Linked DNA regions of Mus musculus: regions 2, 3, 4, 5, 6 and 7 are each linked to region 1. Evidence: chromatin contacts called from public HiCAR-type, Micro-C and promoter capture Hi-C data. All regions are on one chromosome and are shown on one strand. The core of a region is the stretch at or near the end of the contact, and the rest is flanking DNA. Distances in the headings are between cores, read along the strand shown. Region 1 holds the start of Thap4 (THAP domain containing 4). Region 2 holds the start of Rnpepl1 (arginyl aminopeptidase (aminopeptidase B)-like 1). Region 3 holds the start of Capn10 (calpain 10). Region 4 holds the start of 9430060I03Rik (RIKEN cDNA 9430060I03 gene). Region 5 holds the start of Gpr35 (G protein-coupled receptor 35). Region 6 holds the start of Kif1a (kinesin family member 1A). Region 7 holds the start of Mab21l4 (mab-21-like 4).

What was found. Promoter capture Hi-C pulls out the DNA fragments that hold promoters and counts their contacts. Hi-C and Micro-C count contacts between places; a contact is called where the count stands out from the background. HiCAR-type assays count read pairs that join an accessible place to other places. Capture Hi-C pulls out chosen DNA fragments and counts their contacts.
Region 2: a Micro-C map of embryonic stem cells shows a contact between it and region 1, with 2.0 times the contacts expected there. The contact joins the promoter of Rnpepl1 here to the promoter of Thap4 in region 1. A contact is called at or near these places in 3 of 39 promoter capture datasets (cranial neural crest, liver and pre-B cells), 3 of 484 Hi-C or Micro-C datasets (CD4 T cells and embryonic stem cells), 1 of 115 datasets of contacts at active chromatin or transcription factors (extraembryonic endoderm stem cells) and 2 of 9 other capture datasets (adipose tissue and liver).
Region 3: a contact with region 1 is called in a promoter capture Hi-C map of pre-B cells. The contact joins the promoter of Capn10 here to the promoter of Thap4 in region 1. A contact is called at or near these places in 7 of 39 promoter capture datasets (the C10 cell line, the HPC-7 cell line, cranial neural crest and 3 more), 1 of 484 Hi-C or Micro-C datasets (uterus), 3 of 115 datasets of contacts at active chromatin or transcription factors (the SCID.adh cell line, double positive thymocytes and memory CD8 T cells) and 3 of 9 other capture datasets (adipose tissue, embryonic stem cells and liver).
Region 4: a promoter capture Hi-C map of pre-B cells shows a contact between it and region 1, with 8 times the contacts expected there. The contact joins the promoter of 9430060I03Rik here to the promoter of Thap4 in region 1. A contact is called at or near these places in 12 of 39 promoter capture datasets (the 3T3-L1 cell line, the C10 cell line, the HPC-7 cell line and 7 more), 1 of 115 datasets of contacts at active chromatin or transcription factors (embryonic stem cells) and 1 of 9 other capture datasets (embryonic stem cells).
Region 5: a promoter capture Hi-C map of liver shows a contact between it and region 1. The contact joins the promoter of Gpr35 here to the promoter of Thap4 in region 1. A contact is called at or near these places in 4 of 39 promoter capture datasets (cranial neural crest, hippocampal neurons, pre-B cells and 1 more) and 1 of 9 other capture datasets (liver).
Region 6: a contact with region 1 is called in a HiCAR-type map of astrocytes, with 2.7 times the contacts expected there. The contact joins the promoter of Kif1a here to the promoter of Thap4 in region 1. A contact is called at or near these places in 14 of 39 promoter capture datasets (the C10 cell line, the HPC-7 cell line, cranial neural crest and 8 more), 6 of 115 datasets of contacts at active chromatin or transcription factors (astrocytes, embryonic stem cells and large pre-B cells) and 1 of 9 other capture datasets (adipose tissue).
Region 7: a promoter capture Hi-C map of embryonic stem cells shows a contact between it and region 1, with 6 times the contacts expected there. The contact joins the promoter of Mab21l4 here to the promoter of Thap4 in region 1. A contact is called at or near these places in 9 of 39 promoter capture datasets (the C10 cell line, cranial neural crest, embryonic stem cells and 4 more), 3 of 115 datasets of contacts at active chromatin or transcription factors (embryonic stem cells and large pre-B cells) and 1 of 9 other capture datasets (embryonic stem cells).

What each region holds. Positions count from the first base shown.
Region 1 is chr1:93,753,466-93,756,196 of GRCm38.p6, reverse strand. It overlaps Thap4 (THAP domain containing 4), which reads left to right and starts at 1,359. Exons shown (of 6, transcript NM_025920.3): 1 at 1,359-1,740. The coding sequence starts at 1,664. Atg4b (autophagy related 4B, cysteine peptidase) reads right to left here and starts at 1,292. Exons shown (of 13, transcript NM_174874.4): 1 at 1,143-1,292. The coding sequence starts at 1,152.
Region 2 is chr1:92,909,467-92,912,197 of GRCm38.p6, reverse strand. It overlaps Rnpepl1 (arginyl aminopeptidase (aminopeptidase B)-like 1), which reads right to left and starts at 1,373. Exons shown (of 11, transcript NM_181405.4): 1 at 715-1,373. The coding sequence starts at 1,227. It overlaps 5033417F24Rik (RIKEN cDNA 5033417F24 gene), which reads left to right and starts at 1,434. Exons shown (of 2, transcript NR_138578.1): 1 at 1,434-1,619; 2 at 2,220-2,731.
Region 3 is chr1:92,933,087-92,935,817 of GRCm38.p6, reverse strand. It overlaps Capn10 (calpain 10), which reads right to left and starts at 1,410. Exons shown (of 12, transcript NM_011796.2): 1 at 804-1,410. The coding sequence starts at 944. It overlaps 9430060I03Rik (RIKEN cDNA 9430060I03 gene), which reads left to right. Exons shown (of 2, transcript NR_015525.1): 2 at 715-2,292.
Region 4 is chr1:92,949,253-92,951,983 of GRCm38.p6, reverse strand. It overlaps 9430060I03Rik (RIKEN cDNA 9430060I03 gene), which reads left to right and starts at 1,394. Exons shown (of 2, transcript NR_015525.1): 1 at 1,394-1,504. It also overlaps a transcript of Gpr35 not described here.
Region 5 is chr1:92,971,719-92,974,449 of GRCm38.p6, reverse strand. Gpr35 (G protein-coupled receptor 35) reads right to left here and starts at 1,331. Exons shown (of 2, transcript NM_001104529.1): 1 at 1,169-1,331.
Region 6 is chr1:93,100,511-93,103,241 of GRCm38.p6, reverse strand. It overlaps Kif1a (kinesin family member 1A), which reads left to right and starts at 1,368. Exons shown (of 49, transcript NM_001368847.1): 1 at 1,368-1,479.
Region 7 is chr1:93,159,481-93,162,211 of GRCm38.p6, reverse strand. It overlaps Mab21l4 (mab-21-like 4), which reads left to right and starts at 1,342. Exons shown (of 6, transcript NM_001159940.1): 1 at 1,342-1,410; 2 at 1,862-2,611. The coding sequence starts at 2,083.

The DNA.
Region 1 (2,731 bases), core at 110-2,609:
AGGCCTTGTCTTTAAAAAAAAAAGTGGGGGAGAGGATAATTAAGTAATTCAATGTATTATCCCATTCCACACCTCCAAGAGGCACTGTGGTGTGACAGCTTCAGTTATTCATTCTAAAAAAAAAAAAAAAATGAATTATCTTAAAAAAATATACACCTGGCTCATGCATCTTGGGGAGTCAACGTTCCTGCTTCCTCCAGCTACGGATGCCATAAACTGCTGAAATGTGTATTAACTGTAGGCATTACTCCCAAGTAAGAGCCGACTACTTCTCTAACACAGCTGTCAGAAGAAAACCATCAAAAGCAACGCCATTCAAGAAAAGTACAATGAAATCAGGTAGCAGGACTCCTTCACAAAGGAGTGGATTCTTGAAGGCAGGTCGCTCTTAAATTAAAAAAAGGAAAAAAGAAAAAGAAAACCAAAAAAAAAAAAAAAAACCCGCTAACGCTGCTGAGGGAATGAGAGAACCTCTGTTGGGGGTGGGGTGGGGTGGAATGGGGTGGGGTGGGTATTTTTAGGGCTATTAGCAAACAACTTATTTGATAGATTTGCATCTCCAAGACTTCTGGCCAACATAAACAAAGAACCGCACTCTCCAGCTTCAGAAGCAAGAGTCAGTTAAAAACAAACAAACAAACAAACAAACAAAACCCACCCACACTTAACCCAGTATTAGGACCTCAAGAAGTCAAAGTAGCATGTGACTGATCCGCTGTCAGAACAGGAGCGGGGCTCACCTACACAGGTTATTGAACTTCAAAGACAAAAGATGTGCATGTTGTGGTAGCTGGACCAGCGGCCAACAACTTGACAGAAGTTAAAGAGGTCGGCTCTTCAATGGACACCGCAAGGCCCACCCTCGCGGCGCACCGGTCCTCTCCGGGCACCAGGGTGCCCGCGTCCTGATGCGTCCCTCAGACTCCCTGCCCTCACGCCCGCAGCCGCGAGCCCACAGGCTGGGACGCTCCCCGAGGGCCGCGGCCGAGCGCCGGAGGCCGAGGCGCTGACGAGTGGCCCCGCGAACCCGGTACTGAGCGCTGCGGGGAGGCGCGGCCCGCCCAGCCCAACACACCGGCCTCCGCCCCAGCGGGCGGCCACGGGAGCCCGCCCGCGACAGGGCAGGCGTCCGCCCTCCTTACCTGCGTCCATCTTCCCTGTCCGGCTGCCGACTGACCGTGCCGTCGCTCCGACGGACTACTGCGCGACACGGCGACGGGAAGCCGCGGCAGCCAAGCGCGGCGCAGCGGAAGCGCGGGCGTCGCCATCTCGCCGTACGGCGGTGGGCACGCGGGGGGTGGGGCCTCGGCGCGTGTGGTTCCTAACCGGACGCGGCCGCCCCGCCCCCGGCCCGCGCCGCCGCTTCGGAACACCCGGGAGCCGGCCCGAGCTGCGCTCCTCCGGCGCCGCCATCTTTCCGTACAGACAGCCACCCGCGCATGTCTCGGTACGGACTCACCGCCCGCTGCGGCCGCGACGCCGGCGCCGTGGCCGGGCAGTCCGAGCGCAGCGTGGTGCGGGCGGCAGCGCGCAGCCATCTTGCCGTACGGCTCGGCCGCGGCCCACGTCCCGAGCTGTGTCGCCGCGCTCCCTCGGGGCGGGTCGGGCCAGCGGGCGGGCGGCAAGGATCGGAGCCTGGCGGCGCTCACGACCGAGGCCCGCAATGGTGATCTGCTGCGCGGCCGTGAACTGTTCCAACAGGCAGGGCAAGGGCGAGAAACGCGCTGTCTCCTTCCACAGGTACGCGGCCCGCCTCCGGGTCCGCCACGCCCCCGCCCTGGCCGGGGCCCGCGGGGAAACTGAGGCCGCGCGGCGGGCCGAGCTCCGGGGACCGGGAGTGGGGGGCCGGCTAACCGAGGGTAACTGTGGGAGGTGGACGGGTCGTGGAGCTTTATGACCTTGGCTTGGACCGCCGGCTTTGGGGACCAGCACGGCCATGCCTCGGGCAGAGCGGCCGGAGGCCCCCTCCGCCACCTCCACCAACGGGCGTCGCACTGATTTGGGCTGGCCCTGCCAATTTCAGGAGTATTCTGCAAGGGCGCCTTCTCAGGTTAATCCTGATCTTTGCTTTCGGGCAGTTCTCCACTCTTGCCTCGGCGGGGCAAGCCCGCCCGGAGGTGTGTGGCAGGAGTGCGGCCCGGCGCACGCAGCTCTACTTCCTGCATCCATAGCCCTCATCGCCTTCCTATGGGGTCCTGCGGCCCAGGCACTGGCACCGATCACCTCCCGCATCCTGCACTCTGGCAGAGGCCCGGGGGATGACCGTGGAAAGGGCTTTCCAGGGGGTTCTCGGTGGCCCTTGTGCGGGCCGCGCCTTCCAAAGGCTTTCGAGACTCCCTCAGTTGGTCCTCTCCTGTGATTTCCAACAGGAGTGAACAGCGAGCGAAGGGACTCTGCCTTGGAAGTCACTTCGCACATCCTGCCACCTCTTAGTACTTGGTGTTAAAATTTAAAGATGGGAATGGCACGTATCTGTTGAAAGTTCACAGGGTTACATTAAGTCTCCAGTCCTTAAGACCTGGTTCAAAACAAAACCTAGTAACGTTAAACAATCTTACAAGTCAACCAGAATGTTTCCGTAACAATTTCACATAGAACATGCCCCAGAAGTTTTGTTAACAGTTGAAAATGAGGCAGTGTTGCAAGGACTGATGTTGGCTTCCCCATGTTCTAACATGGTATATGGGTAGACAGTGCCCAAATTGGGGCGGGGAAACTCCAGAAATCTAGC
Region 2 (2,731 bases), core at 124-2,623, 840 kb after region 1:
GCTGGAGGGAGGAACCGTGCTTCAGGAGTCAAAGGTCCTGTTCCATTCTGCAACCCCATTGGCCCTGTGCTACCCCAACACTAGCTTTACATCCTTTGCTTTTTCCATCGGGACCTGTGGGATGGTGGGTGCTCTGTGCGGAAAGCCTGAGCAGAGCCCTGTGTGTCTATTAGGAGGTGGAGCACACCTGCCCCAGCATGTCACAATACAGTGTAGGGAGCCCAAAGCCACGCCTCACAGCTCACAAGGCCTTGTCTGTCACCCACTGTCCCTCGTTCCACCTCCAGAGAACAGACCCGGGTGTCCTCAAGCCCTGTGAAGGTGCAGGTCACAGGGTGGCCCTTCTGTATCAGGCGCTCTCAGAACACCCCTCAATGCTGGGCTCTTACAGCTGACTTAGCAGAGCCCCACCAGAAGCTGCTCTTGTACCCAGATACTGGTACAAGACGGGAAGTTGTCGTTCTCCCCTTCCCCTGAGAAACACACTGTTGAGTATCTCCACTGTCCACCGGGCCTGGACCTGGGGCTCTACTCGAAGAACTTGTAGGCAATATGCCACCTAGGGCAGACAGACTCTTGGTCCAGGCTGCCCCTCGCCCTCTGCAGGTGTCCCAGGGGCAGGGTGCAGCTGGCCCAGCAGTGAAATGAACGAGGGGTGCCTTCAAAACCCCGCTGACCGCCCACAATCCAGAAGCCCACCCGGGCGGGACTCACGGCCGGGGCGTCGGTCGAGGTGTAGCGTAGGATGACCTGGAAGGGCTGGTGCGCCTGCACCTCGGGAGGCAGTGTGACGGTCAGAGAGGAGCCATAGTCGGTGAACGGGTCCAGCCTGAAGGCCAGCGGGCAGCTGGCAGACTCCGCTCCAGGCGCATCGGCGAAGCCGGGCAGCGGGGGCCCCGACCCCGGGGCAGGGAAGGCGAAGGTGCACGGCGACTCGGAGACGGCGGAGGCGCGGCGAAACGAGACCGAGTGTAGGCGCAAGGCCGGGTGCGCGTCGAGCACGAGCGCGCGGGGCGCGGGCCGCAGCGCGCACAGTTCCAGCACCAGGCAGCCGGCCAGCTCACGCGCCTCGGGCCGCAGCTCCAGGCCCAGCTGCAGGTGGCGGAGGCGGAAGAGCTGCGCGCTGGAGGCCGAGGCCACGTCCAGGGCGGGCGGCGGCTCCGGCGGCGGGCGGGCGGGCGCGGCTTCGGCGCCGGGCGCCTTGCGGCAGCAGCACTGCGCCGCCATGACCACCGGCGCTAGGTGAAATCCATGGGCGGCGGCCACTGTAGGCCGCGGTCAGTGGGCGAGGGGCCCGGGCGGCGGTGGCGGTGGCGGTGGCGGTGGTGGTGGCGGCGGCGGCGGCGGCGGTGGCGGCCGGGCGCGGGCACAACAGGAAGTCGCGCCGGGAGCCGCCCGGCCCGTCCCCGCGCCGTGCGCCGCCCCGCTCAGGCTGGGCTCGGCAGCCACCGGGGGCGCTGTGTGCGGCCCCGGGCCTGTGCACCGAGACGCGGCGCGAGCGGCGGAGCAGAACGCGAGGCAGGACGCTGGGGAAGGCTGGGCATCTTCAGCCTGCGCGCTGCAACTATGGCTTGCGGGGTAGTCTTGGAGGCGGGACCGTCGCTTTCGCAGGGACGCAGGTGACACCTCTTCCAGTCGGTCCTCAGACTCCGGGAATGATTCTTGTGGTTACCCTGATGCGATTCCGCCAGAGTCCTCCAATTGGCCTGGGCAGTAGCCATCGGGTGCAAAGCGGCTTGGGAAAATGCACGGCTGTCAAGTACATAGTCCATAAAGGTGTGACTATTTAGATTCAAATTAGGCATAAAGAGAAGCTGTCAGTAGCACTGGCCGTGTTTTAGGATCGACTTTTTGTTGTTGTTGAGGTGTGTGTGGAGTGAAGACACACTGATGAACGCAGTTCTGCCTTGAGGCTCCTATGTAAGGGCTACAGAGCTGCAGGGGCATTTTAGGCTAGCACAACAAAACCGTTCAAAGGTTGAGCTGTCCAATACCAGTACCAATACAAGGTGTGGACAGAGGTGATCTGCTGTCTATCGGTAGGAGGAGGGACAGATTTTGAGGGAGAGGAACTTTTAAAACTGGGGGAATATTCTGGAGAGACACATTCTGTCTCCTACTCTGATAGTGTGGGTGAAGTGTCACTTCTGGGGAGTGCCCAGCTGTCTGGATTCAGTCTCCCCAAATGCAAGTCAAGTGAACCAGCCCTCTTTCCACAGGTGAGAGGTACGGCTAAGTCTCCATGCGCCCTCTTAGCTGGCAGTACCTGGGATCACTCCTGGAGCCCTCATTTCAGATTCTGCAGGAACTCCAGGGCTCATGTTGTCATTCAGAGGCAAGGACAAGAGGGAGGAAGACCGGGCTCAATGGAAACCCCTCAGAATTCCAGCACTTGGGAGGCGGAGACAAAAGCATCAATAGTTCCCAGTCATCCTTGGCTGTATACGGAGTGGGTGCAGCCAGCTGGGTTAAAAAGAGTAAAGGGACCCAGAGTTAAGGTTATCACTACTTTCAGGTGTCCAGTGGCCTGTCCACAAGATTATCTACGAAGGGATTCTCAGATTCTCAACTCAATTGGACTGTCCTGTTGGCCTGGGTTTCTTTTGTCCAAATGATGTAGATTGTAGGGGTCCCCCAGCCCAGTCTCAAGTTGTACCCCCAGAGGTTGGGGGTCTTATCATTTCTGTCTTGGTGATACTTCCTTCTGGAAACAGAAGTTGTTATATGAGAC
Region 3 (2,731 bases), core at 161-2,660, 820 kb after region 1:
AAGCCAGGATGCTTATCAACACCACTGTGCCAAGCAGGCAGCACAAGGCCTGGAACCCTGCCAGCTGTCACTGTTAGCACTACATGCATGTGGGACAGGCTGTCCCCCAGTAGTCTTTCTGCTGATAAGCCACGTCTAAAAAACACCAACAAAAACACTAGGCTTGAACAATCCATCCATTTAAGCTGCAACAAGGCAAAAAAAAAAAAAAAAAAAAAAAAAAAAAACCAACCAAAAAAACCAAAAAAACCAAAGCCCTCCTACCACAGCCCTTTCTGGCTATGAGGGGTAACACTGTTGTGAGTTGCATGCATGGACGCTAAAATAACAATACATAGTTCCACCTGCCTGTGCCATTTAAGGGAGCCCTGAAAAGCAGCTCCTTAGGTTTTCCCAGTTGTTAAGCACAACGCTCCCCGTGTTCTGTGCTACCTTTTGGTGTTCATACCCTAAAGCTACTAGAAGAAATGTAGAGCAAAGTGCAAAGCCAAGAAAGATTGCGCTGAATTACACCCGACAAAACTTAGGTGGTGGGATGGTGCTGGAAATACTGCTTCTAATCCCTTAATATCAAAACAGCTCCCTACTACCTGACTTTGGGTAGGAGTGTATTTTAGTAGAAACCCCAAGATAACATCTAAAAGACAAGCCTTTCGATTGCTTCTGTCCTCCTCATTTGAATTCTCAGGGCTGGCTATCACCTTTTCTGAATAGGCTTGAAGGCGAGGTCCTGCTAACCCCGGGGTCCATCTCCGTGAGAAACATATCCACAACACCCGCCCAGGCAAGAGACCCTGCTGCACCTGGGGTCGTCTCCAAGTGATGTCCTCCCGAAACTGGGCCAGAGGCGTGGACAAGTTGTAAAAGAGCGAGGAGTCCGAGGCGGGGAATGCCGCGTCCCGGAAGAGCTCCCGCGCCGGCGTCTCGGCCCGGACCGCCCGCATCTTCGGCGCCCTGGGCTCCCATCTGCGGCCCGTGGACTCGGTCGCCGCCCGGGAGCGAGTGCGCGGCCTTCACTGCAAACCGTGTTTGCTTAGCCCGGGAGACCTACTGGTGCAGAGCAGCCTAGCGCCGCAAGCTCCGTTGTCTAGGTAACCCGGCTGGAGCCAACCAGGAGCCGTGCTTGCGTCATATGACAGAGCTGCCTAATCACGCACGAGCTGCAGCGCAGAACCGTGCAGGACTGGTAGGTTCTGCTCTCGCACGAGGGCGTGGTCCCCGCGTTTCTAACTGGGCAGTGCTAGCCTGATGTCCGTATGCTTTAGTGCTCGGGACAACGCAGCTGTAGCCACTTGAAATCGAAGTCTCAGTGACCACAGGAAGCTGAAAAGTCACTTTGGTTTAGATCGCTTTGTCAATGCTATCCCAGCATGCAGCGCCGTTCCCAGCATACGTCGCTGATCACAGGCGTTGTCTACTTCCCAGCGTGCTTCGCTCCTTCCGGTGTGAGGCAGGAACTTGGCAAAGCGGTGGTTCCTCCCTGTCTTCTGAAAGAGCCAGTGAGGAAGTGGCTCAGCGAATCGCGTTGTTATCCTTCCGTCGCGGTGGTGGTTGCGTTGTTCTGGGGAGGCAGAGGTGTCACTGGGGTTGAAACTTGCCGGGGTCGGGCATTTGTCTCAAAACGATTGGGCTTCAGACGCTCTGGATCCTAAGCGGCCAGGGAATGCGGCTGGAGCATTCCTTGAAGCCTTAAATGGCCTGGCTATGGTTTTGTAGACTGGATGGTGACCAGGACGTGGACTTGCGGCTCCACGATTATTCGATGCCATGAGGAGGTCAGGGACAGGACACTCTCCTTCTGGTGCCTACTCTTCCAGGTCCCAGGAAGGACACAAATCAGCCAAGGACTGTTCTCTGTGTCTTCTCCAAATGTATTTCATCAAGACTAGAAGCTTCATAGACAGGAAGGGAGACGACGAGGCTTCACACCTTGTAGACTGCAGTTTGCCACCTATTAGGGCTGCTCTGATATTTTTTCCCTCCTCTGGGCCCCTTTTTCTCAGTCTTGGATAAAAGGTAGTCAGAGGAAATGCGGTTTGTGCAGTTAAGTAGATCAAGTACCCGTTGCCTAAAGAGGAACAACCAGGCCAAGCTTTTACCCATAACCTGCTGCTTCAGAGTCTAGACAGTTGCTCCTTCTCCCAGTGAGAGGCTGGGCTGCTCCTGCATCAGCAGCAATTACTGCTGTGGCATGACACAGTTACCTTGGCTCCACTAGGCTTCAGCGCCATGATTTGAGGTGCAAGACACTTAACTCTTTATTGAGGTTATTTAAAAAAAAAAAAAAAAAAAAAAAAGGAGTAGCCACATAGCCCAACATCTCTTTGGGATGCTTTTTCATTTAGTACTTAATTTCGACTCAGGGGACTGACTGGTGGGCTGAAAGCTGCACTATAGTTGAATCATTAAGAGCCTGGACTCGGTTTTCCAGGAAGTCTTGAGTAATTGTGACAAGTTATCCGCGACTCAAGAGTTATGCAAACTGGTTCACCCCCAGAAGTCTCATATGAGTGGTTAGCTCAGGAGAACGGCTCCTGAAGGCCGCATCCATATCCAGGGCTGGGCCACGGGCAGAGCCTGACCTCCAGAATCTGGAAGGAAAAGCTGCTTAGTGTTACCGTTGCTGTGACGAAACATCATGACCAAAGCAACTTGGGGAGGAAAGGGTTTATTCTGCTCACCTATGGCGCTTTCCATAAGGAGGGGCGCTATTTCCTGGCTCCTTTCCTGC
Region 4 (2,731 bases), core at 145-2,644, 800 kb after region 1:
GGCAGTGTGCCTGCCACCAACCTAGACACTCTAGTGTCTTCAGGATGAAGTGAGGTTGGGAGATGAAGACTCGGTGTGAAAGTTGAGTAGGCTTCCTGCTCAGTATCCTCGCTGGTCCTGGAGGGTGAGGGACAAGCCCAGATCAATTAGGATTCAATCATAGGTTCAAACACAGGTGTCCTGACATGACACCTTTCCAGACCCTGGGCAGCCACAAAGCACAGCCACTGGTCCCTGGCCCAGAAGCCTTCACCATAGGCACCAAAGCTAGGCATGCCTTTCTGGCAGGTAAACTCCTGGCCAGCTGCAAAGGAGCAAGTATCCCAGGAGCTGAAAGTAAGCCTAGCCTGAGCTGTGGTCTGGGTGGAAGAACTGCACACATTCTTGACAGAGCCTCACCCTTGTGTCCCCTGAGACAAAGGGCCAACAGGCCCAGACTCAAGGCAGCATTATATGGGTGCTGTTTGAGGACAAAAGGGTAGCTGGGGGTTCAGCACCAAGTGGATGACTAAAAGTTCTGCAGGTGAAGTTTGAGCTCCCTTCCAGGGGGACGTGCAGAAAATGCTCCCGGCCAGCAAGGTCAGCCTGCCTGCCCTACCAAAGCAGAAAAGGCCCTCTGAGAAAGCAGCTCCACCCGGGGCTTTGTGGTGGGCCCAGAGGCTGGCTGCAGCGTGTTTCCAAGAATAAGGTGATTCTTCCAGGCTAAAAGGGGTTAAATTTGGCAAGTACCAAAAGAAGCCAGGGAGGCATACCTAGGGAGCTCTGCAGGTTAGTAAGGCATGCTTATGGGTGGGAGGAGTGAGGGGGAAGAAAGAAAGAAGAGCAGATAGGGGAAGGGAGGGAGGGAAGAGGGGGTCGGGAGAGTGCAGTAGCAGAGCATGGGGCTACTGGCTGACCTGATGCTTGCCAAGGTTCCAGCAGCCCAGCCCACCCTGTTTCACCTCCTATCCCATGCTGCCCTTCCATGACCATGTGCTCTCAAGACCAGGACTCCATACTCACCCTAGAGGCTCTGGACCTTCCAAATCGACTGAGCTCAGGAGGAAGGAGAGGTGAGAAAGGTCAGAGAAGGGCAGCCAAGACTGGGCAGCACACAGCCTAGGGAAGCTTTTACCCACTACCCTGGAACAGGAAATAGTGCTGGGAAGGGGCTGGGCTAGTAGAGGGGCCAAAGTCTCCTAGGAAGGAGACATTCTCACACAAACACACCCAACCTGCCCTTCTGGATCTGCCGGGTCCACCTTCAGCCCTTCCCTGCCACCAAAGATAGTTTGCTCAGCAGGCACGTTGCCGCTCTGGACGTGGAAGAGGAGTTCTGTTGAGGAGCCTCAGCTCTTCCCAGGAACCTGGAGTTCCCATCTGGGTTGCTTCATATATTAAATGGCTTATAAACAACAGACACTCACCTGATACTTCTGGGGGCTACAAGTCCAAAACCAAGGTCTTGGAGCTCCAGAGGTTGGTTCATGCCTGGTCATCTTGCTGCAGCCTCATGGTGGAAGAGGTAAGGGGACCCTCTAAGGTCCCTTCTATAAAGATTCTGTATAAGTTACTTTTCTCATTGCTATGACAAAATACCTGATTTAAAACAACTAGATGGGTTTATTTTGGTTCACGAAAAGTAACGCAGTCCATTGTGGTGGGAAGTAGGCAGCAGGAACACAAGGCAGCTGGCCATAGGGCACCCGCAGTCAGGAAGCAGAGGCAACTTCTGGTATTCTGCTTTGTGTCTTTTTATTCATCTGGGACCCCAGCCCAGATGGTGCTCCCCACACTCAGCATGGTTTTGCTTAGTTCGGTTATCCTTCTCAAAACAGACACTCTTGGTGTTCCTGGGTGGCTCAAGTTCCTGTCAGGTTGACAACCAAGATCCTGCCAAGCCCTAATGCCTGCTCCCACCCTAGTTAAGCTAGTCCTGCAGGCAAGGTGACAGTGGGAACTGCCACTACAGGCCAGGTGACAGTAGGAACTGCCACTACAGGGCTTGGCATACCAAGGGCAGTGAGCTCTTAACCCTAACATCACAAGCACTAAAACCCCTCATAGAGTCCCCACCTGTGTCCTAAACACCTTCCCAAGGTGCCTAGTAAGGGAAGGCAGACTTTCAGATCTTGGTGGTACCCAGAGCTTTGGAGTGCCACTCCTTGGAAGCCCTTGACATTCTCGGTGTCCACAGTGGTCTATGCTCACTCTTCAAAACCAGGGCTGCCCTGAGAAGCAACAGCCTGGTGCCTATTCTTCATCCCTGCCTCAGCTAGGCACCTGGAACTCCTCAGACCGTGGAAGGCAGGGTCTAGTTGAAATGTCCCCATGATCTTAAAGAGTGACCCACAGCTTAACTGCGCCTCCTGGAGGTCATTGGGGGTGATGCACATCAAAGAGCAATAGTTCAGTACTATGGCAGCCCTCAAAAGGCCTCTTCCGAGAGCCAAGACAAGCATGTGGTGACACTTGTGAAGATGCACGGTGTTGTGGAATTCCGGGCAAGGGTGTGGGGCTCCTGCTGCCTCCAAGCCCTCAGCAGATCTCTAACACCTCTGTCAGCTGGGAAAAGCCCACTTCATAGAGGCTTAGATATGTTCCTTGGGCAGCCTGAGGGGGACAGGCATTTTAAGGATCTTTCCTGTAAGCTGTAAGGTAGAGTAGCCTTCCTCAGAGACTTCCTAAGATGTTACTGGAGCTACTACCAAAACAGACACTGTTGAGAGGGGAAGGGACAGCCAATAATAAA
Region 5 (2,731 bases), core at 82-2,581, 780 kb after region 1:
ATTGTGCTTGTACTTTCCACTCAAACTGATTTAAAATGACCATTTCAACAAAAATGTGGCAAAGGCAATAAGAAGAAGTCAACTTAGTTTCAGGAAAAGCACTGAGGTTAAGCTCTTTGAAGTCAGTCCTATCTGAGAGCCCGGGAGTCTACAGCCTCTGGTGAAGTCCTTGGCTCTCTGACGATGCCCAGGCTTCCTGAAATGAAGGCACATCCTTCCACTCAGAGGTCCTCACTCTCCCTTGGACAGCTCCAGCTCTGCTGCTCCTTGGCTGCCTCTCCTCTCTGAAAGCTCTTTCAGGACTCTGCTCCCAGACGCCTGGCTTCTCTCTCCTCCTGTAACTGGTTAAGCATATTCCCCCACACAATTACTGCAGCCCTGCTTTGTCTGAATGGCTTTGCCCACATCATGGCTTCATCTTCCTGGCCTCTCTTCTGTCTTAAACAGCATGTAGATCTGATGCACAAGTCCATTCCTTCAGTGGGCAACTCTGGCCTCTGGCCATGCTAGCTCTATGGTCCTCTGCTGGTGAAACTTGCACAGACCGTGGTTGGGAGCTCTGATGGAAGAAGCTACTATAGGATGGTCAAGAGACATGGAAGAATCCTCAAGTATTGAATGGGGCCCTTAGAGAGCCCTGACGAAAGCTAAAGGGATTGATTCAAGGGAGCTTTAAGAGAGTGATGAGGGGATCAATATAAAAGGCTTCTGGAGACATCTGAAAGAGTCCTGAAGAGATTCTGAGGGAATCTGAGGAGAGTTCTAGATGGGTCCTGAGGAGGCCCTAAGGGGACACCAATAAGGTCTGACAGGATGCTGAAGCAGTCTTAAGAGGGTTCTGTGGACATCCTGAGAGGGTCCTGAGGAGAGCTGCCAGGGTTCTTAGCCCTGAAGGGCTCTCCATTGTGAGGAGGTGCTGAGTAGTAGCAGTAACAGCCACTCTTCCTGACCCACTCATCCCTTTTCTGTAGGAGGCCAGTGCCCACCTCCAGTAGCAAATGTGTCCTGAGAGATGCATGGATATTACCCTTCCTTCTAGGAAACTCGCACCCACTCGTCTCTCTGTGCCCACAGATGGCTTAGGTCAATGGGGGCCCTAAAGACAACAGAAGTATAATTACCCTCTGAGAGAAACCTTGCTCACAGAGGTAGGGGGTGGTTCACTCACCTCAGGCAGCACTCTTCTACTCCAGGTGGGCCTTCTCAAAGTGCTGCTCAGTTTCAGCACTGCCCCATACCTCTGTGGAACCCCGTGGGAGACAGTGGGATGAGAACTTGAGTGCTGCCCACTCCACAGTTCCTGCCTTGTCAGGGCCTCATTGCCCTTTACTGCCCTCAGATTGCTCACCCACACTCTCTGCTCTCCTTCCCCTTTCTTGACTAGAAGGCTGGCTTCTGGCCTCATGCCAAGCCCTACTGGCAATGCTGTCTCCCTCCACAGCACTCCAGTCACCAGCTGCCTTCCCCAGCCTCAAGGGGGTTTCAAGAACACTATACCTTTCTAGCAGAATCTCCTTCAGTCAATCTACCTCTAATCTGAGGGCCCCTCTAGCTACCCCACTCCCACCCCTAATCCAGAGCCTTGACAGGCTTCTGGAAAAATAAATGCTCACAGGTCCTGAACTGTGGCAGAGACCTCAAACTAAAAAAATCTGAAAGGACAAAAATGTCAGCTCATGCCAGGCAGTAGTGGCAAATAAATGCCTTTAATCCCAGCACTTGGGAGACAGAGGCAGGATCTCTGTGAATTCAAGGCCAGCCTGGTCTACAGAGCTAGTTCCAGAACAGCCAGGGCTCCACAGAGAAATGCTTTCTCAAAAAAAAAAAAAAAAAAAAAAAAAAAAAAAAAAAAAAAAAAAGCCAGCTTATGAAAGTTGTGTGTAGTGAACATCTTACTCTGCTCCAAGTGAAATGGTCACACCCATAAGCTTACACTGGGCAAGTGGGGCCAGTCTCTCAGTGAGGGGTTTTCCTATCTCTCCATCAGGACACCAGCCTTCTGCTTGGGCAGAATAAGGTACTATGTCTTGGGTGGGCCAGGAGTTGGCTTAATTGGTACCCTAGACACACTGAGGCAGCCCTCTTAGAAACCCAGAGCTGAGAGTTCTCACAGCACCCTTCCCGATACCCCAGGGCCACCAGCCCTCTGAGCCACTTCCTCTGAGATTGAGCAAGATGCTGCTGACGGTAGACAGTGAAGCAGAAGAACGTATGTGCATGGAAGGTTAGAGATAGGAAAAAGTTATTCAGCATGACCAAGAAAGGACAGGCACAAATTCAGCTCTCTACAGCACCATGACCCCTCCAGCAAATGGGTACATGTCCAAAAGTCTGATGATGATCTCAGAGTGACTTCCTCTGGCGTGACTCACTCATCCCTAGGACATTACACGGCAAGCACAACGAGAGCTGTATTTATTATCTGACCCAATAACCTCATATCTAGTAATCTACCATCAACAGTGAGAAAGTGGTGAGCGGATGCTTCAAGGTCAGCAATGCAGTGCAGATCTGCAGAATGGTAACAGCACTTAACCTCACATGTCAATCTGCAAGGCTATGATTTGAAGGAAGGATGCTGGCACCATGGAGCACTGCAGAGCTGTAAGAAGCAAGAGGGTATTCTGTGTCTACAATCTATTTTTAAGCCAGGCAGTTGTTGTGCATGCCTTTAATCCCAGCACTTAGGAGACAGAGGCAGGAGGAAGATCTCTTGAGTTCAAGACCAGCC
Region 6 (2,731 bases), core at 119-2,618, 650 kb after region 1:
ACCTCCACATGCTAGCAATTCAAATATCCAAACGAGAGGAATGTCTAGAAAAAGCTGTGCCGGGATTAACAAGTGCAGCGGAAAATGGAGTCATAAACACTGTGCCTTTCTGTTCCTGCCATCCTTGAAGGTATTCTTATTCGGGTGATATTGAGGAACAGAAAGGGGTGAAGCTTCCCCCCACCCCGGCTTTGGAGGGGTGGGGCGGGAAAGGGGGTAGTCTCAGTCAGAAGATGGGGATCTGGCCTGTGCTGCCTACCAGTGCTGCTGCCTCTTGCTACACAGTTGCCAACTGAGGTTGGGCCCCCGCCTCACTCAGGCTGCTGTGGATTAAGTGGACAACCATTTAAAGTGCCCAGCAACTGCCAGGGGTAGAGGATGCTGCTGGCAGGAGCTTTTTGAAGAGGAAGCTTGAAACCCTAGTTTTATGGTAACGTGATGTCATCACTCCCACCACCGCAGTGCGGGGAGTCCTGGTGGGAGAGCTGACCATAGGCCTTAGCTGAGTTACTCAGCCCCGGGCTGTGGTTGGCCCTGTAATTCACCCAGCTGCCAGCCAACCCTCACTGAAAAAGGAAAATCTGAGACTTGGTGAAGGCTGAGGTTTGCCATCGAGGATCCAGGGAAGCGTGTGGGTTGAAGTCCTGAGGATTTAGGCTGGAGTGACCGTGTGTGATGATGGTCTAGGACCCATGGAACAGGGAGGGGGACAAGGAGGAGATCTCCACCTGACGGAAGGATGTGTGAGGAAAAGAGGTGCGGGTTAGCCTGCCGTCTGTAGCTTCACCCAGTCAGCAGAGCTCTCTGCAACGCTCTGACTTTTCTCTGGTGATAGGGCCCAAAAGCCAGATGAGATTTTTGAGACCTACCTGTTAACACTTGGAGTCTAAATCCCTAACCCGCCCCAAAATCCCCTCTTCAGTGAAAGATGCGCCTCAACCCCATCCTAGCCTTCCCCCCACCCCCCACGATAAGCCTGTGTTGATGTCTCTTGGTCCTGCAGATGGATGTTTTACAGTTTTTATGATTTCAATTGAAAGCAGTCAGCATGAGGAAGGGCTCAGGGTCTGCAGGCAGGTTCAGCTGGGCGCCACCGGGTCCCTCTCCTTTGGGAGTGATAGGCACTGCTGAGCGAGGGGGTGCTGCACCCGATTACGGGCGTCCGTCTCCCACCTCTCACTGGTGATGTCACAGCCCTGCCCCAACCCCCTCCCGCTCCAACCTCGTCTCTTCTGTGCCGCTTTGCCCGTCCCTCTCCCTGTGCGACAAACCAGCTGGCGGCTGAGCCTCGGACGCAGCGCTCAGCCAACCAGCGCATCGGGAGGGGCTTGGGGAGGGCCGGGTCGGGGGCGCGGAGCCCGTCACGCGGTGCCATCGTCACAGCACCAGGAGCAGGCAGTAAGAAGCATCAGTTCCAGGATCGGGGACCCTCCCCGGTGCCAGTGCCCATGCACGGCTATCCCCAGTGACGCCTGAGAGGTAAGGCTACTGCCCCCACGGCCTGTCGCCATCCGCGCTCATCATCCCGCACCTGTCCCTGGCATCGGGCACCCGCACTAAATGTGCATCTGATGGGAGATTCCGGACCAACGCCAATGTCCTTGTCGCAGCCCGAAGCGCGGGCTTGGAGCTGCGGCTTCCCTTCCCCCGACCTTCCCCCGCCTCTTAGAAGAACAAAGGGGCGAATTCAGGGGTGTCAGTGCTTCCTGCGAAGCTTTTCAGGGCCACAGAAAAGACTCTTTTGCTGAGGCGCGATACTTGGCCCATGTGGGTGGAGGTCGCCAGCTAGAGGAACAAGCAGATCTGGGCACAGCCTCCTTTCCCCGTATCCCTCCACTGCAGAGGAGCTACCCAGAGGGATGCGACAGAACCGCGGGGGAGGGGAGGCAGAGATGCCAAGTAGGGACCAGGACTAGGCTGAGGGGCGTCGAGACGGGGCACGGCTGCTGATCCAGGCCCTAGGGAGAGTACGCGGGGCAGCCGCTCTGGTCTCTGGTGGGGGAGGGCAGATGCTGGAGCCGACAGCAAAACAGGCGGGCGGGGCGGGGGATGCGGAGCCACGGCCAGGCACTGGCTTAATGCTGCCCATCACTCCTAGTGCTCCCGATGCTCCTCCCTTCAGAGACCCCATTTCCCTTCCAGAAAGACACAGTGTGGGAGGAACCACCAGCAGACATGCCTGGCGGCTACAAAGCCAGTGCCCCAGTAACAGGTGTGGTCCCAGGCTGGAGGGAGGGGGCTGGGAGACGCGTCGTCTGGGATGACAGAGGTCTCGGGGAGTCTGGCGTCAGTTGACTCTAGGAACATTGCCTGTGAAGACCCTCGCATTCCCTCATTAAGCCACTCCTCTCCCCAGCTGCTTCCCTTGGGAAGGCCACCGCCCTCTGCTCCCGAAGGGACAGGGACCACATTGGGGCTAAGGGAGAGGGTGGGTCTGCGGTGCAGTGAGGTGCAGGCTGCTGGGGGCCGCAGGAACGGGAGCGGGAGGGGGAGGGGACAGAGGGATTGCCAAGTCATGGGGCCTGCTGGGCGCCGGCGCGACGTCGCCCGGGCGCGGACCCGATGCGCGCCCACGTCCCCAGGAATGGGAATTTTTTCTCTCTCAGAGACCAGAGGACCCGTCCCCCAGTGGCTAGCCTTCCTAAGAGGGGACCGCATTGCTGGGATTAAAGGCCTGCTAGGGCAAGCGGATTGGATCAAGTGACTGCTGGTGGAGGAGGTGCGGAGAGTC
Region 7 (2,731 bases), core at 93-2,592, 590 kb after region 1:
GAAATCCGTTTCATGCACTCCGTTCAGACTGGAATGTCCCCCTCCCTGCCAGCCTCTCCCAGAGCACTTGGGAATTCCTGAGGTCTGGAGCCAGTGTTCTTGTCCCTGTGCTACACTGAGGGGTGAATCAATATGTTTGTGGTTTAGTAACCAAGCCCTTGTGACATCCGTGGGCTCCAAGAACTACGCTGACCACTTCTGACCTCACTGTCTCCTCCATTTCCCCTGTTTTACATATCAACACTCTCGGGTCTGCAAGGTGGCAGGCTTGGGTCCGCCCTGTGGGTCCCGAACACTGCCACCAACTCCATCTTCCTCTCTCTACTGAATCCCTGTGCTGTCCTCATGTGTCCAAGCCGAGCTCAGGGCCAGCTCTTCACTGTTCACATCTATTCTGCCTGTTCTGAATGCTGACGTCAAGCCCAGATGTGGAATACATGGAGGAGAAGAGGGAGGGGGAGGGGAGGGAGAGGAGGAGGACAGTGACGACAATGATGACACTGTCCCAGCCATGGAGAGCTCACTATGGCTCCTCACCAGAGGGGCTAAGTAAGAAAGGACAGATAGCATTCTGGCCTGCCGGGCATACCAGGTCACAGAATGGGAGGGCAGCACAGAGGGTGAGAAGCTTAGGCAGCGCCTTGCTTAGGGGTGGCGTGGTCTCCTAGGTGACTTTAAGAGGCTCCGGTGAGGCTGCATAGAAAAGCTGGAAAGCCCAGGTTCCAAGCAAGGAAGGAACTTCCTGGCCTGGCTGCCGAGGCGACTTCAGAGCTGGATTCTATAGTGCGGTGGGACCCACCTCCCACAGACCACAGTGGTGGGGACACTGTGGGGTAGGGCATAGCAAATGCAGTGTGACAGGTAGAGGAAGCCAGGCCTCTGGAACCTGAACAGCCTTGGGCAGCCATATTCTGGGCATCCCCATCGCCAGAGCCAGGGCAGGCTGCAGGGATGCCTATCTCTACCCAAGGAGGTTAGCAGAAGGCCTGCTCACAGGTTGCAAGCCCCCCACCCCACCCCGCCAGAGGCTCTGAGCAGCCCCTCTAAGCAGGGCAGTTTTCCTACCCTGCCATCTGCTAACTCTGACTCAATGCTGCTCTCTGGGGTTTGAGACCATCGCAGTGTGGCTGCAGAGATGGCACCTCCAATGACGCTTGCTAGGCTGTCAACCTGTAGGCTGTTTGCAGACTAGAAACTGAACTGCCTCCTCTCACTGGGCCTCCTCTAGGGGCCAAGGGTCGATAGGGGCGGCTCCTTCTTGCCAGTCTGGACTTGCACAACTCTGAGCAGGGAGGCGGCACCGGGCAGGGCACCCACTGGCAGGTATGGAGGGGTTTGTATGGTGAGACTTTCCAGCCGTGAGGCAGAGCCAGAGACTGCTTCTCCTAGAAGGCCCCAGCTCCTGGCCAGGTGAGCATTAGGTCTTCTCAGAGGGAGGCTGGAAGGATGGCTGGGCAGCCTGAGGGGCTGAGCTGGCCAATTATATGGATGGCCGCTGGAGGAGGGTTGATTTACACTGGTATTTGTGGAATGCTAAGAAGACACTGCCCAGGTCTGACCTGAGGGTGGCTCTTCTCCCAAGCTTCCTGAGCAAGACCTGGGACCCACACAGGGTCTGGCAGCCATGAGCTTCTGAGCCATGAGAAGGGAGGCAGGACAAGGAAGACCCAGTTCACAAAGACACTGTGACTAGCTTTTGGGTTGGGGTGGAGTGTGAAGCATGAGGTACACACCCCCTCTTTCGGGTTAAGCCATTGTGTTTGGGGCCCAAGATTCAGGAAGGAGTAGAGACTGAGGAGAGTGGTGAGTAGGGCCTCCGCCTCCTCCTCCGACAGCCCCCTGTGATACTCTTAATTGTTAGGTACTGACTCACCCCACTTCAAAGGCCTTGGCCTTGGTTCAGCTATTTAACCTGCTGCGAGAAGCCTGTCACTCTGGAACTCTGCCTGTGGAGAGCTGAGCCCTGCCTGCAGACCTGCTCCTCACCTGGGCAGGTACCTCTTCCTCCGAGCCAGTCTACACAAGCTCGAGAGCGGTCCCCAAGAGCCAGCGGGGCCCTGCTGCCTGCTGCTCGGCTCAGGGATGCCTGGCTCAGAGATGCCTGCTCCCTGTGTCTTTGCTCCAGACATGGCGGAGCAGGTGCCCCTGTGGCATCACTACCTGTTGGCCATCCAGTCACGGGAGTCACCCCGTGTCCAGGACTACCAGAGAGCGGAGAATATCTTGCTTACGGTGCTGGAACGCGTCCATGCCTTGGACTCCCGCTTCATTGTTGACTATTCTAGAGACCTGGAGGCCTTCCAGTTTGCCCTGCGTTCCTCAGAGGACCCACTGGATGTGGAGGTGCTCCTGGGGGTGGATTCGGAGGCTCTCCTGATCGAGGAGTCAGAAGCCACTGAGCCAGGGGATGGCCCTGCAATCTGTCGCCTGGGTGTCCTCAAGGAGGCATCTGGCCTGGAGCCATGGATGACTGCTGACATCTTCAGTGTCTCCTCAGAGGACAGAGACAAGTGCTGTGGCCACCTTGTACCCAGTAAAGTCCTGTGTGTCCTCAAAGATCTTCTGGTGGCTGCCATTGTACATTGCAAGCACCACAGGCTCATTCCACCAGGTAACAGTGTGTGTGTGGGGGTGGGGTGGGGTGGGGGGTGGGGAGGTACTGGACACAAGTGAGCAACTGTGTCTGTACATATGTGTGACTGCTGTGTTTGAGTGCTGAGGGTATGGACTG